2 separate regions of the Mus musculus genome follow, and region 1 is linked to region 2. Evidence: chromatin contacts called from public promoter capture Hi-C data. All regions are on one chromosome and are shown on one strand. The core of a region is the stretch at or near the end of the contact, and the rest is flanking DNA. Distances in the headings are between cores, read along the strand shown.

Region 1 (5,611 bases), core at 322-2,821, 79 kb after region 2:
GTAAGAAGCTGGGACGATTTTGTTGTCCTGTTTCTATTTGGGTGCAGGGTTCCAAGCCACCCACACTGACCTCCAAATCAGCTGGGGAGGATCTCGGTGTGGTGCTTGCTGAAGTGCCATCCATCTATTAGGGTTTATTCCGTGCCAGGGACAGACCAGAGGCTTCGTGCAGGCTGGCCAAGCACTCTAGCCACTGAGCTCCATCTCCAGCCTCTGAAACTATGAAGCGAGGTCAGTGAGCTATGCGGAGAGCTGTAGGAGTGTCTCATGGAGAAAGGACCCCAAGCACGGGTCCTCGAAGAGGATGTATAGGAAACTAAACCAAAAGAGCTGTATCCTAGCTGAGGTGAAGGGAAGAGGCAACGGGAGAAGTCGGAGCATGCGCCACCCCAAGGTGTGCGGCAGGGGAGTCAGTGTCCGGAGGCAAAAGGAATTGGTGTTTTGGGGGCTTTTTTGGTGTTACTTTGTAGCTTGTTTGAGCCAGGGTCTCATGTAGCCCATCTGGCTTTGAATTCTCCGTGTCGCCAAGATGGTCTTGAACTCCTGCCTGCCTCCACTTTCCCAAGCTCTGGGACTACAGGCATGGCATGCTGCACAGGGCTTCTGCACAGGAGTTGTGAGACACAGTTTCGCTGTATCTGGCCTTGAACTCACAGCTGTCTGCTTGCCTCAGCCTCAGGCAGGAGCCAACACACCTGGCTAGACGTCTTTTTTTTTTCTCATGTGTATCAAATCTCTTTCCCACTGTTCACTCACCCTGGTACTCACTCTGCCCCGCCCCCACCCCCAAAGGAAAGAAAACAAGACTCCATCTAGAGAACCTCCGTGGGGGAAAGCAGCTTCTAGGTGGGCGGGCATTTGAGCTAAGCCATGTAGGCTTGCCACCAGCCCAGGTCACATGAGGGTGCTGGACAAGAATTTGAACTCAACACCGGTCCCTGAGGTGCAGAGTGGGCTCTGCAGGTGGTCGTTGTCCCTGGTTTCAGAGTTCTGTATATCAGGTTGCACTTGGACAAGGCCAGAGTGCTTGTGTCAAAGCCTGAGGGACTTGGAGCAGGTGCTACAATTCCATCCACCTACGGCGACAAACAGCCTCAGCCACGCCCCCACCTAGGTCCTCCCAGTCCGGGTTGTCCAGAGGAATTGGCCGCGCCTCCATCCTACGCCTCCCGCGCTAAAGAAGACGGAGGTGGGGGACAAGAGAGTCAAGCAGTTTACAATTGGTGATTTGCACTTCAAATCCTTGAAGCGCCCCTCCCACTCTGTATAGCTCTAGAGAATTCGTTATGCTTAAGGAGCTTGGGGAGGTTGGGAAGGGAGGGAGCTTAGACGACCCCGCCCTCCTTCGATACACACTCTCCCACCCCACCCCCACCCCCGCCACACACAACACATACACTTCAGCATTGAGGTTCTAGCCAAATCCTTTCTCCTATGGTGAAGGGGGTTGGGGAGGACGGACCGGACTGGACGGGACACACGTCACTGTCCCCTGGGCCAGAAGAGCGAGCTCCACCCTCCTCCTCTAGGCACCAAGCTAAGTCCAACCCACCCCATCCCAGAGCCAACCCAGTCTCAGAAGCCAGTCTCCAAAGCCACAGGCAGGTGCAGGGGCAGTCTCTGTGCGAGCCCCAGGAGAGGAGCCGTTAAGCGCGCTCCGTCCTTTGCCACCCACCCGTCGTTCCCGGCGACAGACGTCCGTCAGTTTTCGAAGGGCAGTTGATTCCCAGGTCCAGCGGCCGCGATCCCTGGTCTCCCAGTCCCCTGAGCTGCCCGGCCGAGCCGGTTCAAGTCCAGCAGCCATGTCCATGGGCCTGGAGATCACCGGCACGTCGCTGGCCGTGCTGGGCTGGCTGTGCACCATCGTGTGCTGCGCCCTTCCCATGTGGCGCGTTTCGGCCTTCATCGGCAGCAGCATCATCACGGCGCAGATCACCTGGGAGGGCCTGTGGATGAACTGCGTGGTGCAGAGCACCGGTCAGATGCAGTGCAAAATGTACGACTCGCTGCTGGCCCTGCCGCAGGACCTGCAGGCCGCCCGAGCCCTCATCGTGGTGTCCATCCTGCTGGCCGCCTTCGGGCTCCTCGTGGCGCTCGTGGGCGCCCAGTGTACCAACTGCGTACAAGACGAGACGGCCAAGGCCAAGATCACCATCGTGGCGGGAGTGCTTTTCCTGTTGGCGGCTCTGCTCACCTTAGTACCGGTGTCCTGGTCGGCCAACACCATCATCAGGGATTTCTATAACCCGTTGGTGCCCGAGGCCCAGAAGCGGGAGATGGGAGCTGGGTTGTACGTGGGCTGGGCTGCCGCCGCGCTGCAGTTGCTAGGGGGCGCCTTGCTGTGTTGCTCCTGCCCACCGCGCGACAAGTATGCACCCACCAAGATCCTCTATTCTGCGCCGCGATCCACCGGCCCTGGCACCGGTACCGGCACCGCCTACGACCGCAAGGACTACGTCTGAGGGGCCGGGTGCACGCAGACCGTACCGTCACCACTACCAGCAGTCGATGAACCCCACCCGTCCAGCGTGCAGCCTCGCGTCTGAGACCACCCCACCTTCCAGATGGTGACAGACGACACACAGTCTGCTTGCTAGGCTGGAAGAGGACAGACAGGCTGGCATCTCCCCTTCTCCGGCTGCCACCTGACTACCGGGCCTAGGAACTGTCCAAGCCGAATGGACAAAGAAACCTCGCCCTTCCCAAGAACTGGGCTGGGGTGGCCACTGCAGCTACTTGCCAGCCCCGCAGAAGCTCACAGTGGGCAGAGACAGGCAAACCATGAAACGGGCCATTTCATATTTTTCAATAAAAGTCTTTCGTTTTTTGCAGTCGCTGGAGCTTCCTTATCCTGAACGCCACCGCACAGGCTACCACCTCCCCTACGGGGCACCTGCTGGGGACTGTCCCTCGAATAGCCCTCATCACGGGCAGCGAGCTTTAAACAGCTTCACAGGTTGAGTAAGGAGAAAGTGGGGGTACACATGAGTTTTTGTGCTCACTAGGTGGGTAACACTTGGGAGATATCCCAGCACTGATCTCCACAGACCCTATGGCGAGCGAGGTTTATCTAGCAATCCAGCCAGAGGGCGTATGAGGAACTCTGCTGGAGAGGGGCAAGGGGAAGAACACAGGGACTCTTCTCTGGGACAGCCTAGTTGGTTTGTGCTTGTATCCACAGCCTTGCTCCGGGCATTTGGGGTAGCTGATGTGCAAGCTAAAGAATTACATTCTCTACCGAGATTTCATATTTGGAGACGTGGAACAAAAAGACCTATTGTTCAGACCAAATGCCTCACCTAAAGGACTGCCATTCAGACAGACGGTGGGGATGTGGCTCAGTGGTAGGACACTTGTGTAGCATGCATGGGGCTTGGGTTCCATTCCCAGCACTGGGAGTGTTGGGGGACACCTAAAAGGGACATTTGGCAAAGTCTTCTGACTTGGAGGTGGAGAGATGAGGGGAAAGGCCACCCCACCTTCTTCCCAGTGCCCTCAAGGGAGGGAGGGACCCAGCTTTAAACAATATTGAGACTGGAGGCACCTCTTGGACAAGGTAAAGGGAACTGAGGCGGGGCTCTTGGAGGGGGACAGGTCCCTGGCTTCCTAGGCTTTAAAAGGGTGACATCGTCTGGAAAGTGTAGGTGGAAATGTAGTTCAAGGTTGGCCTCTCTAACACTTAGAAATTTCTTTTCTCTTTCCTTTCCTTTTTTCTTTTCTTTCCTTTCCCTTTTTCTTTCCTTTCCTTTCCTTTTTCCTTTCCTTTCCTTTCCTTTCTTCTTTTCCTCTTCTTTTCTTTTCTTTTCTTTTCTTTTCTTTTCTTTTCTTTTCTCCTTTGAGACAGGGTTTCTCTGTGTAGCCCTGGCTGTCCTGGAACTCACTCTGTAGACCAGGCTGGCCTCAAACTTTCAGAGATCCGCCTGCCTCTCTGCCTCCCTAGTGCTAGGGTTAAGGGTGTGTGTCACCACTGACCAACTTCATTTTTCTTTATTTTCCTTTTCTTTTCTCTCTTTCTCTTTCGTTTGTTTGTTTGTTTGTTTGTTGACAGAGTCTCTCTACAGAGCCCTGGCTGTTTTGGAACTCATGTAGACCAGACTGACTACCATGCCTGCTTCACATATCAATTTCAAAGCTAGCCTGGACTACGTGAGCTGTCTCAAAAAGCGGGGAGGGGGCATGTTGGAGCATGGCTTTAATCCCAGCACAGTGGAGGCAGGAAGATCTCTGTGAGTTGGAGACCACCCTGGTCTATGTAGTAAGTTCCAGTTTAGCCAGGACTGCATAAGGAGACTTTGTCTCAAACAAACAAAAAAAAAAACCGGGGGTGGGGGTGGGGGAGTAAAAGAAACTTGAAGGAGACATTCAAAGATGATAGCAGGACCCCTTTCTGAGGCAGAACTGACAGGGTTAAGGGAGCCTGATTCTTAGCACTCCAGGCCGTTAGGGTGTCAGAGTTTGGGAGAGAGAAGGAACTAAAGAAGCTTTAGCTTTCCCCAGGCAGGGGTGGTGCTCACCTTTATCCCTAGCACGGGGCAGAGGCAGAGGCAGGCAGGTCTGCCTCTGTCTACAGAGTGAGGCCAGTCTCAGGTCTACAGAGAGAGTTCCAGGACAGCCAGGACTCCACAGAGAAACCCTGTCTTGAAAAACCACCATAAGATAAAGTAAAATCGCCTAAACTGTCTGCCTTCGGTTATTGGTTCTGGGGCGGCTGAAGAGTTTCATTTTGAGTGTAGGAGTTGGTCTGACTAGAAACGTCCATGTGAGATGACCCAGGAGACAGGAAAGAGACCTCGTAAACCCGGGAGTTGTTAACACAGAGATGGCAGCCGAAAGCAGGGTAACAAATGAGCTCAGCTGAGAAAGCAAAAGAAGCAAGAGTTTCGAGGACGTGGGGACGGACAAGGGTGTTTGGAATGGAAAGGACTTGGAAGAACGGGACTGGGAAGGAGTCTTGGGTTCGGAAACAGGGTGACTATGAGTGGCCTTAGCAAGAATGTTGGGGGGGGGGGGAAGTGAGTGGGTGGCAAGCCTTTCAAGACGGGCACTTAGACAACCTGTGTGAGTGTCCTGCCTAAAACAGGAACCCCGGGGAGGCTGGAGCAGGAGGCTACTGAGCAACAGTGGCTGGGAGGGAAAGAGGGTCACATGGACATTTGATCAAACGAACTTGATGCTGGGTTTGGTTTGACACGAGGTCTCAGTCTGTAGCCCCGGGCTAGCCTATGATCATCTTACCTCAACATCTGGTATTAGAAGCAGGTTCCAGTGTGCTCCGTGCCAAAAGATTGCTTAATGTTTCTCCTCTTCTTAAGGAATGCCAGTGTGCTGTCGTCAGGATGACCTAAGGAAGAGGAAATGGGTTGCTATTAATAGTGAGTGCCCCAGTCCTTAGTTCATTCCTGACATCCTAGGAGAGGAGTGGAGATGGCGATACCAGCAACTTCCCTAGGAAACCAGTCTTCTCTTATCCAGGAGGTGATAGTGCCAGAAGGAGAAAGTGTCTGATGTGCTTTGGAGAGAAGAGACTTTGGGCCAAGTGTGTGCTATGACTGTAATCTGAGCTCATAGGCGGGTGAGCGGGAGGATCGTGAGTTCAAAGCCAGCCTAGACC
Region 2 (5,631 bases), core at 2,721-5,220:
ACGAGTGCAGCACAGCCCGACTCTGTATGCCAGCCTGGGTCCCCAGAGCAGCAGCCACATGGGGACCCACAGCAATGTTAGTCCAGCTCGAAGGGCCAAACTCAGAGCACAGGTTATGATGACTTCCGGAAGCTGGCGGGCCTGGTCACTGCCTGAACCCCGGGCTTCCTGGGCCAGCCCCAACACCCAGTGCTGAAAGATGGCCATCTTCAGGAGCAGAAAGCGGTACAAGTGAGTGCGGTTCTGGATCAGCTGTAGGAAGATGGGGACACCAGTGTCACCAACCTGGGTGAAACCCAACCAGTGCTTTAGAGATAGGGGTTGCTCGGTCATTGTGAGCTGTCTCAATTCACTTGTGATACACAGGAATAGTCTCTCATTCATTCATTCATTCATTCATTCATTCATTTGATTTTGGTTTCTTTCGAGACATGGTCTCTCAAGGTAATCCTGGCTATTTTGGAGATTGCTATGTGGATAAAGCTGGCCTTGAACTCACAGAGATCCTCCTGCCTTTACCTCTTGAGTGCTAAGATTAAAGGCATGTGCTACCATGCCCTGCCTATAATCTTTTTTCTCCCTCTGTGTAGCCCTGGCTGTCTTGGAACAAGACCAGGCTGACCTTGAACTCAGAGATCTACCTGCCTCTACCTCCAAAGATTTTTTTTAAGAGTGACTTTTTTTTTAATGTATGTAAGCATGCTGTTGCAGATCAGAACCCATTACAGATAGTTGTGAGCCACCTTGTGGTTGCTGGGAATTGAACTCAGGACCTCTGGAAGAAGAGTCAGTGCTCTTAACTGCTGAGCCATCTCTCCTGCCCCGTAAGAGTGACTTTTAAGCATGGGGATGGAGCTTGGCTGTGGTGTGCTTGTCTAACATGCATGAAACCCTGGGTTCAAGCCCCAGCTCTTCATAAAACCAAGAGAGGTGTTGCATGCCTGTAGTCTCAGCACTTTGCAGGTAGGAGCAGAGGGATCTAGTGTCCAAGCTCCTCTGGCTATATAGGAAGTTCAAAACTAACCTCATCTACATGAAACCAAACAAATGAACGAGCATAGAGTGCTCAGTGGCTCAAGTTCTCACCCCACGAGCGTGGTGACCTCAGTCTGACCCCAGAACCACGGAAAGGGAAGAGGAGAGAACCAATGTCCCCAAATCATCCTCTGACTTCCACATAAGTGCTGTGGCAAGCAAGCACCCACCAAACACATCACACACAATAATAATGATTAATAAAAATTAAAAACTCATAAGTAGAGATGATCTCCCCTCTAATTAACTCTGTGAAATTCGAATGCAGGGCTGGCTGACTTCTCCCAAATACCTGGGCTTGCCTAGAATCCTGGTTGCCCTTGGCATGAGGGAATCTGGGCATATAGGTATCATTAAGGACAGGGAGATGTAGAGACATGGGAGAGGGGTGGCGGATTTAATGTGAGACCTACTGTGACAGAGAGAAGGAGAGACAGATTTCCAGGTCTCTCATCTGAGTGGCAGATTGTTCAAGGTGTCTTCTATTCACCAGGAAGTGGGATAAGTTGCGGGGGAGATAAAGTTGTAATTGAGAATTCCTCAATGAAGAGTGTGCCTCTCTGGTAGAGCATAAGCCTCCAGCCCAGAGGTGACAGAGATGATCAACCTGGTACCCTATATCCATGGGAATCTCAGGGTCAATGTACATCTGAAGGACCAGGATAGGAAGCCAGGCCTGGTGCACATGACTGCTCTTGAACAGAGGTCAAGAGTTCAAGGCTAGCCTGGGCTATACAGTGAGTTTTGGAACTAGCCTGGGCTACGTGGTGAGTTTGAGGACCACATAGTAAGACAGCAGGGGAGGTGAGGAGGTATAGATGGAGAAGGAGGAAGAGGAGGAGAAGGAAGAGGAGCAGGAGGAAGAAGAGGAAAAGGAGGAAGAAGAAGAGGAGGAGGAAGAAGAAGAGGAGGAGGAAGAGGAGGAGGAGAGTACTTGCTGGTGAAGCATGAGGATCAGAGAGTTCTGGTCTCAGCACCCACATAATAAAACAGAGCAGGCATGACCCAGTGCATGTATGCCTCAGGACACACATGGCCCAGTGCATGTATGGCTCAGGACACACATGGCCCAGTGCATGTATGGCTCAGGACACACATGGCCCAGTGCATGTATGCCACAGGACACACAAGGCCCAGTGCATGTATGGCTCAGGACACACGTGGCCCAGTGCATGTATGCCTCAGGACACACATGGCCGAGTGCTGGTATACCTCAGGACACACATGGCCCAGTGCATGTATGGCTCAGGACACACATGGCCCAGTGCATGTATGCTCAGGACACACATGGCCCAGTGCATGTATGGCTCAGGACACACATGACCCAGTGCATGTATGCCTCAGGACACACATGGCCCAGTGCATGTATGGCTCAGGACACACATGGCCCAGCATGTATGCCTCAGGACACACATGGCACAGTGCATGTATGCCTCAGGACACACATGGCCCAGTGCATGTATGCCTCAGGACACACATGACCCAGTGTATGTATGGCTCAGGACACACATGGCCCAGTGCATGTATGGCTCAGGACACACATGACCCAGTGCATGTATGCCTCAGGACACACATGGCCCAGCATGTATGCCTCAGGACACACATTACCCAGTGCATGTATGGCTCAGGACACACATGGCCCAGTGCATGTATGCCTCAGGACACACGTGGCCCAGCATGTATGCCTCAGGACACACATGGTCCAGTGCACGTATGGCTCAGGACACACATGGCCCAGTGCATGTATGCCTCAGGACACACGTGGCCCAGTGCATGTATGCCTCAGGACACACAAGGCCCAGTGCATGTATGGCTCAGGACACACATGGCCCAGTGCATGTATGCCTCAGGACACACATGGCCCAGTGCATGTATGGCTCAGGACACACGTGGCCCAGTGCATGTATGGCTCAGGACACACATGGCCCAGCATGTATGACTCAGGACACACGTGGCCCAGTGCATGTATGACTCAGGACACACGTGGCCCAGTGCATGCATGCAACCTCAGTACTGAAGGTATTTTTGAAGACAGGAGGATATCTGTGGCTTGCAAAGCTGCTGGACAAAATAAAATGAATAAACAAATGTATCAACTCCAAGTTCCAAGAATCAAAGAAATAAGGGAGAGGGAGGGGGGAGGGAGGGAGAAGGGAAAGAGAGGGAAAGAGAGAGCACCCTCCTCTGGCTTCTATGTGCACACACAGGCATTTACACACATGTATATACATCATACCCACACCCACATACATGCACACTAAACAGAAAGGAGAGAAAGAAAGAGAGGAGGCCAGGGAGGGAGAAGGGCAGGGGTGAGGAAAGGAAAGGGAATGTAGGCCAATGAGATTGCTCAACAGGTAAAGGCACTGTCTGCCAAGCCTGCGGCCTGAGTTCAATCCCCAGGACCCACATGGTGGAAGGAGAGGACACACACACACACACTATTTATAGACATAAATATATAATCTTTTTAAGGGAAAGAAATGAAGGGCTAGGAATAATAATGTACATCTTTAGTCTCAGCACAGGGGAGGCAGAGGCAGGCAAATCTCTGAGTTCAAGGTTAGCCTGGTCTACATAGAAAGTACCAGGACACCAGGGCTACATAATAGACCCTTATCTTAAACACACACACACACACACACACACACACATACACACGGAAGAGAGAAGAGAAAGGAAGGGGGAGAGGAGGAGAAGGAAACAAGATTGCGGATAGACAGCTATGCCACAGCACTTGGGAGATGGGGCTCTCAGGACTTGACTGTTTATTCCTTGGTGGCTGGGAATGGCTGAATCTCTCCAGGTCCCCTCTCCATACCCTGCTTACCAGTGCAGAGAGCCTCCCAGCCCGCAGAAGAATTCTGAGAAGGCCAGATCTGACCCGGGGAGCGGCCTCCATGTCTGGCCTCCACCCATTCCTCCAGCCAGGAGAGGCAGGGTGACCTCACAGATGCCACAGGGTGGGGGTCCAGTTGCCATGGGGACCCAGTTGCCACATGACACACTACCCTTTGCCATAGCTCCCTTTACCTGCTCCTCTGAGGTCAAGTCTGGCTCCATGGTCATCACAGATGTCTAGCCTTAGGATCAATTGTCTACCTACTATCGGGAAAAAACTCAGAGCCCATTTCAGAATCGCCTAGTTTACCGCCAGATGTGGGGGTTGAGTGGTAGGGAGATAGGGATGTAGAGAAAGAAGAACAAAATGAAGGAGGGAGGAGATGGGCTCTCTATGGCCTTACTTTCCAAGTTGGACCGCAAGGGTAGCAGTGTTGCCATAGGAGAAGCCTCAGTTTAGCATCCTCAACTGAGACCCCTCTGTCCTCACCGCCCCCCCCCCAGGCCTCTTTCTCTGTCCCTTCCCTCTCCCCATCAGTTTCAGGCTGAAGAACCAGTGTGCAGTCTTGCAGTTTCCCCATTCAGAGGAGCAGGGATGACCAGCTGGGAGTACAAAGGAATCAGTGTACGCTGCCTTGCACCACGCCAGGGGGCGCCATTCTGCTTTCCTCCCTGGAGAAGCGTGCTCACATCCCCAGAACAAGACCTAAAAGAGCTCCGAGCAGGTGCAGTACCGCGATGCGGTCGCGTGAGGGCAGAAGACACCGCAGGGGCGAGCAGGGCGCTTGACAGGCAGGATAAAGTTTCTCATTTTGCAAGGCTGATTTCCTGGTAACAACCTCCTGGAAACACCTGAGAGAGCTCCCTGTGCATTTCCAGTCAATGCCTGGGTTACAAGAAGGGAACCACCCGGAGATAATGAGACTCACAGTCTTCCTTTTATTTAACCCTCTTGTTAATATGTGCAGAACTCGGGATTGAAAACGGGGCTTTGCAAGCCATGCAACCCCACCTGGCCTCCATTTCTCCGTGTCTCTAAGGCAAACTTCCGAGTCTTCTGCCCCGCGTCCTGCTATTTCCAGTTTTTTAACGTGACTTTTTTTTTTTTTAATTTCTGTGGCTTGGAAAAAGCTGGATTTAAAAAAAAAAGATTTATTTATTTATTATATGTAAGTTCACATGCCATTAATACTCGGGAGGCAGTGGCAGGTGGATCTCTGGGTTCAAAACCAGCCTGGTCTACATAGTGAGTTCCAAGACAGCCAGGGCTACACAGAGAAACCTTGCCTTGAAAAAATGAGAGGGAGGGAGGGAGGGAGAGAGAGAGAGGTTGAGAGAGAGAGAGAGAGACCGACCCTGTCTCAAAAAGAAAGAAAAGGAAAAGAAATCAAATACCTGGCCAGTTGGTAAAGCACTTGCTGTCAAGACTGTTGACCTGAGTTTGGCCCCAGACCAGAGATACACACAGTATAAGGAGAGAATCGATTCTGCTGGAATTTGGAGGTGGTAAAGTACGTGGCTAACAGGTGCAAGACTGAGTTCCACGTCCAACACAGAAAAGAAAAACAAGAAAAGAAAAGAAAGAGATCAGAGGTGGAGGTTAAAGAACTTAACACCAACCCTGATCAGTTTAGCCCCATCCCCAGAACACACATGGTGGAAAAGTAGAAACTATTGCCCCAAGTTGTCTTCTGGCCTCCACAGGCAAGACCCTTGTCATGTGTGCACTCACACCACAGGAAGAAAGAAGAAAAG

The links. Promoter capture Hi-C pulls out the DNA fragments that hold promoters and counts their contacts.
Region 1: a promoter capture Hi-C map of second pharyngeal arch cranial neural crest shows a contact between it and region 2, with 7 times the contacts expected there. The contact joins the promoter of Cldn3 here to the promoter of Tmem270 in region 2. A contact is called at or near these places in 24 of 39 promoter capture datasets (the 3T3-L1 cell line, 3T3-L1-derived adipocytes, the C10 cell line and 15 more), 4 of 15 datasets of contacts at CTCF or cohesin (the G1E-ER4 cell line, embryonic stem cells, large pre-B cells and 1 more), 35 of 484 Hi-C or Micro-C datasets (the AML12 cell line, the Ba/F3 cell line, CD8 T cells and 21 more), 10 of 115 datasets of contacts at active chromatin or transcription factors (the HPC-7 cell line, double positive thymocytes, embryonic stem cells and 3 more) and 5 of 9 other capture datasets (adipose tissue, embryonic stem cells, liver and 2 more).

Annotation. Positions count from the first base shown.
Region 1 is chr5:134,984,643-134,990,253 of GRCm38.p6, forward strand. It overlaps Cldn3 (claudin 3), which reads left to right and starts at 1,572. Exons shown (of 1, transcript NM_009902.4): 1 at 1,572-2,834. The coding sequence starts at 1,803. The coding sequence ends at 2,462. It overlaps Wbscr25 (Williams Beuren syndrome chromosome region 25 (human)), which reads right to left. Exons shown (of 5, transcript NR_026907.1): 4 at 5,236-5,341; 5 at 2,791-2,948.
Region 2 is chr5:134,902,763-134,908,393 of GRCm38.p6, forward strand. Tmem270 (transmembrane protein 270) reads right to left here and starts at 3,971. Exons shown (of 3, transcript NM_194065.3): 1 at 3,866-3,971; 2 at 1-252. The coding sequence starts at 3,937.